2 separate regions of the Ovis aries genome follow, and region 1 is linked to region 2. The links are chromatin contacts, called in public Hi-C maps. All regions are on one chromosome and are shown on one strand. Each heading gives the region's core, a stretch centred on a gene start, on an enhancer-like site or on the middle of the called end of the contact. The rest is flanking DNA. Distances are from core to core; before and after follow the strand shown. Region 1 overlaps LOC114117304 (a long non-coding RNA gene). Region 2 overlaps LAMB3 (laminin subunit beta 3).

Region 1 (2,700 bases), core at 94-2,593, 130 kb before region 2:
TACAAAGCACACTCGTGCAGTCACGCCTACCATCTATGAGGACACGGCCCCTTCCCCATCTGCCCAGCCTCTGAGCCGCCCTCCTCTCTGTGCAGGTCCCTGCCCTGTCTCTCTCACTCACACCCTCAAAGGGTCCACTTCCTGAGCGCAGATCCTTTTCCAGGGAGTTCAGGTACATTGTCTCATTTAATTCTTAGGCCCCTCTAGCCGAGAAAGGTGGTTCCCTTGGGTGCATTTTGCGTAAGAGAAACAGAAAGGTTAACAAACTGCCTAGGAACTCGTAGTCAGACACTTAAAAGGCAGTTCCAAGTCTTCTCTCCCATCTGACGCCTAACTTCCTCACTGTGACCCTCAAGGAGATGTACACATGTTAGAGAATTTCCGGGTGTATCCAGGAAGGCACTCCTGAAGGTCAACTTATTCATTCAGCAGACAGATTCTTCAGTAGGTGGGTCCTTCCAGAACGCCTCTGTGCTGGGCACCTGGGGGATGGAGACAGTCAGCAGGTCATCTCTTTGGTCCTGTCGGGTCACTTCCATGACGGGGGGCCAAGGGACATGGCGGGAGGCTCAGTTATCACCCCGGGAAATTTTCCAGCAGGTTGACCTCCTGCGGATAACTGGTGTGAGATCGCCCACTCCTCAAAGAGACAGAACATGGGTGAGGCGGGGAGTCATCTCCATGCCTGGCACAGCCCACCCCCTATAGTAGACCCTTGACACAGCTCACCCCCATAGGAGATCCTGGACACAGCCCACCCCTATAGCAGACCCCTGACACTGCCCACCCCCATAGGAGATCCCAGATACAGCCCACCCCCACGGGAGATCACGGACACAACCCACTCCCATAGCAGACCCCGGACACAGCCCACCCCCATAGTAGACCCCTGACCAGCCCACCCCCATAGGAGATCCCAGACACAGCCCACCCCCATAGGAGACCCCTGACACAGCCCACCCCCATAGGAGACCCCTGACACAGCCCACCCCCATAGGAGACCCCTGACACTGCCCATCCCGCATGGTAGACCCCGGACACAGCCCACCCCCATAAGAGATCCCGGACACAGCCCACCCCCATAGCAGACCCCGGACACTGCCCACCCCCATAGCAGACTCCTGACACATATTTGTCAATTCGTAGAATAGCATGGAAAAGAGCAGCGCTCACCCACCCAGAGCACACACGTGGAGAATTTGAGGTGAGGATTTATTGACGAAGGATGGGTCAGAAACAGTCCTACAGGAAGAGGTCTGCTCTCCCCGTCAGCCAGAGGGCAGACAGCACGTTTGGTCAGAAGGCTGTCACTAGAGGGCAGTGGCAGCTCGCACTGGCACAGAGGGAGCCCGGCTACCCCGCCTCCCTCCGGAGAAGCCGAGAGCAGCCCTGCTGTACTGTAACTCTGCCCAAGGCAGGGGACCTGGCGTCAGACACATTACTTCAACCGGAAATAGACACAGCATTACTTTTCATATTCCACACACATCGTTTCGTGTCATTTGACCCTGACAGACTCATGGGGTAGACTGACACTGTTAACCCAATTTCACAGAGCAGAACAGGAAGATCCTTGAGATTTCGACTAATCCCAGCTTGCTTAGATAGAAAAAAAAGAAGAAAAAATGCTTTGGGGACCAATGGTTGGTCACCTAATCCCCAGTCTGGGGCATCTCTGTAAATGTGGTGATGTGGGCTGAATTCTTCAGTGAAATTTTCGCCATCATAATTTTTATACGCCAGTCTATTTGTCCATCCCCTGCAGGGTTAAGAAGAAACAGAAAAAGGAGGTTAAAATCAAATTGCACACTAGGGTGCTTTGTTAAGCAGCCTTAACAAAACTTTGAATCAGGCAAATGATATGCATGACTGCCTACCCACTACCCTTAACCCCTCCCCCTACTGTCTTTCAAGGTCACACTGGTGACCTTGGAGAGTCATGATTGATTCCACCAGCTATGGATATGGAAAAACTGCAGATAATGATGGACACGGAGGACAAAGTGTCCTGCAATCTCTGCTGGGGACCAGAAGCAAGTTCCCACATAGAAACTGATTAGGTCATCAGCCGAAAATCCAAAGTCTGGGGAAAAAGGCTTTGTCCTGTCCCCCATTTCTTCCTGGAACAGGGCATATGCCAAGACTGGGCTCGTTTGGGAATATGACTCAAGGCAATAAAGCTGACAGATTCTTTCAGCCATAGATACACGGCTAGCATGTGAGGAGGGGATTAGGTGAAAATCTGCTCACCTTGTAGGCATTCCACCCACAGGATCCAAAGCCACCCCAGCCACATCTAGGCTAGAGCAAGATTTAACTGAAGACTTGCTGAACCTGAGAAGGACAGAAAGCAGAAAAGGACAGAAAGATGTGAGGGGAGGGTATATAGGATGGAGGAATCGTGGGGAAGAGGAAAGCAGAAAGAGGAAGCCCAGTTGTCATGGACTGATACCTTCCTCCCTAGGTGGAGGGGGCATGGGGAAGTAGCCAGAGACGCTGACTGAATAGGCCACCCAACACCCAATTCTGCGGACCCTAAAGAAATTGCAAGATGCAACAAAACCAGAAGAAAAGAACTGTTTGGTATCTTCTTTTGGATTCTGCGTGTGCGTGAGGCAGCTCATGGTAGCCTGTTACTAATGGGCTGAACTCCTGCTCTGCCCATCATTAATGGTGTCAAACTCAGGACGCACCAGAAAA
Region 2 (2,700 bases), core at 102-2,601:
CAGGAGGACCCGGGGCTCCAAAACAAATGTCTCCGAGGGAAAAAATATATAGATTATCCAATTAATTGGGCCCGTTTATTTGAGCTGTGTTGCTTTTACCAGAGGATTTGGAGAACATGACAACTGAGTGAGCAAACAAGCAAAAATGAGACGATTATTAACTCCTGGTGGGGGGAGGGGGCATAGAGGAAAACAAAGACAAGCAATCACTGTACAGCAAACTGTTGAGCTGCAAAAAAAATCAGTCATCATAATATGAACACTGACTAATGATTTCATTAAAATTGTGATTTAACAGTGTTAGGAACCTAGCTGGAAGGGAATGAGCATCTGTGTGTGTTGTAAAATAAAATGGCAAGTCCTAATAGTCCCTTAGTGGGAAATCAATAAATAATTTCTAATGGTACAAAATCAAGAACGGCAGTAAATGTTTTAAAATATGGAGTTAATCAGAGGAAAGAAATAGGATTTTAAAATGTGGTTGCCCTTGAAAGGGACCTGGGCATGGGGAAGGGAGAAGCAAGGGTTGCTGTTAGCATTATAAGCTTTTTGATATCATGTGACTTTGTATTATATTAATGAATACAAAAATTACTTGGAAAGGAAAGAAGAGAGAGGGGAGAAAAAGAAGGAAAGAGAGAAAGGAAATGACTCAGTCACAACAGCATCCATGGATTACATTCTTTTACCACTCAACATGTTGATGGCTGGAGCCATTAAATTCAGTCTCAAACAAGCTCTACTTGAAATATTTACCTAACTACCCAGAGGTGTTGGCCAGTTTGTTTGTCTAAAGGCTACTTCAGAATCTCCTGGGCACTTTGCAAAAATACAAATTCCTGGGTCCCAACCTTGATGGCTCCCATTCAAGGGCCTGGGAATCTGCCCTTACCTCCCCCAGATGATTTAACTGCACAGCAAGTTTTAGGAATCACTGGACTGAAGCAGAAACTGTGAGCGCGTGGAGGGAGGGGTGGGGGATGGGGTTATGTGATTTTTGTGTAACTGTTTCTGTGTATATGTTGGTGTATTGTGAGCCCGTCTTCTTCCTCCCTCCTTCCCTCTTTCATCTTCTCTTATCTTAACCGATAAACCCAAAAACCCTCTGGACTGAGATTTTTAAACCCCAGGAATCTGTGCTTCCCAGGCGGCACAGTGGTAAAGAAGCCACCTGCCAGTGCAGGAGACTCGGGTTCGATACCTGAATGGGGAAGATACCTTGTAGTAGGAAATAGCAACCCACTGCATTATTCTTGCCTGGGGAACCCCAAGGACAGATGAGCCTGGGCTATGCTCCATGGAGTCAGCACGCGTGTACGCACGCAGTCTGAGCTTTCTCGCCCAGCCCTGGGGCTCCCTCTGCTGGCAAACACCTGTCAAAACTCTTAACATCCTAAACCTAGACATTCCCCCTCCCTTGCTGTAAAGCCCTTTTCCCAGGCTGTTTCCCAGACTTCAAACTTCATGAACCTCTCATCAGACAGAAAAGGAAAAATTCAACCAACCTGGGAAAGACATCTCCTGCTTTACAGGTGTGACTGTACACAGACCAGGAACAGCAGGAGGAGGCGGAAGTGAGAATAAAAGCTACATACTGTGGCTAAACGTGAGGGAAAGGGGGCCTTAAGCGATTCAGCTTCCCACCTTCTTCCCCTCCCGCCCTCCAACAGAAATGGACAGATGGAGAAGTCAGATCCATGTGCCTCTCAAAAATCAAAAATCGAAGGAAGGAAACACATTAGGCTAAAAACTCGCTGAATTTAGAAGGAGACCGCAAGAGTTCGATGTCCACCCTCACCTTATTTCCTTGAGTCTCCGCATGCCCAGTCCTCGGACCCTGTAACTCTTGCCGCTCCAGTGATTCACTAGTCAGGGACTCTGTCGGATCTTTCCCACAAGCTGAAAGCACGCTCACCCCAGCGCTGTGTCTGGGACAGAGAAAATACTCAAAACCATTTAAATGAAACCTTAGCTCACTGCTGTCCTAAAGATCAGAACCCTCCTTCAGATCTGCACATCCCGCAACCCAATCTCCTCAAAAGCTCCTCTCCCCAACACTCACACTAAAAATGTTCTTTCCTCAAATACATTCCTCCTCAACCCATAGCGTTCCGGCCTCAGCGCCTTCAGAGCCCTGACGGGCCTCCAGCTCAGCTCAGTTCAGTTGCTCAGTCATGTCCAACTCTTTAGGACCCCATGGACTGCAGCATGCCAGGCTTCCCTGTCCATCACCAACTCCCAGAGCTAGCTCAAACTCATGTCCATTGAGTCAGGGATGCCATCCAACCATCTCATCCTCTGTTGTCCCCTTCTCTTCCCACCTTCAATCTTTCCCAGCATCAGGGTCTTTTCCAATGAGTCAGTTCTTCACATCACTCCAAAGCACTGGAGTTTCAGCTTCAGCATCAGTCTTTCCAATGAATAGTCAGGAGTGATTTCCTTTAGGATGGACTGGTTGGATCTCCTTGCAGTCCAAGGGACTCTCAAGAGTCTTCTCCAACACCACAGTTCAAAAGCATCAATTTTTCGGCACTCAGCTTTCTTGATAGTCCAACTCTCACATCCATACATGACTAGTAGAAAAACCATAGCTTTGACTAGATGGACCTTTGTTGGCAAAATAATGTCTCTGCTTTTTAATATGCTGTCTAGGTTGGTCAGCGATTCCTATATCCAGACCCAATGTATTTTTATCACTTC

Evidence for each region. A called contact is a pair of places that touch in the nucleus more often than the background predicts.
Region 1: a Hi-C map of hypothalamus shows a contact between it and region 2, with 10 times the contacts expected there. The contact joins two enhancer-like sites. A contact is called at or near these places in 14 of 16 Hi-C or Micro-C datasets (blood, hypothalamus, liver and 7 more).

Annotation. Positions count from the first base shown.
Region 1 is chr12:73,209,659-73,212,358 of ARS-UI_Ramb_v3.0, reverse strand. LOC114117304 (a long non-coding RNA gene) reads right to left here. Exons shown (of 6, transcript XR_009595879.1): 2 at 1,178-1,759; 3 at 1-482. Among named protein-coding and RNA genes, the nearest start is that of CAMK1G, 7.2 kb to the right of the region's middle. Within about 2 kb of position 1,343, at least 10 of the 54 cell types and tissues checked have an H3K27ac peak or open chromatin away from gene starts, as enhancers often do.
Region 2 is chr12:73,076,437-73,079,136 of ARS-UI_Ramb_v3.0, reverse strand. All of the region lies in intron 1 of LAMB3 (laminin subunit beta 3), which reads right to left. Among named protein-coding and RNA genes, the nearest start is that of G0S2, 16 kb to the left of the region's middle. Within about 2 kb of position 1,351, at least 6 of the 54 cell types and tissues checked have an H3K27ac peak or open chromatin away from gene starts, as enhancers often do.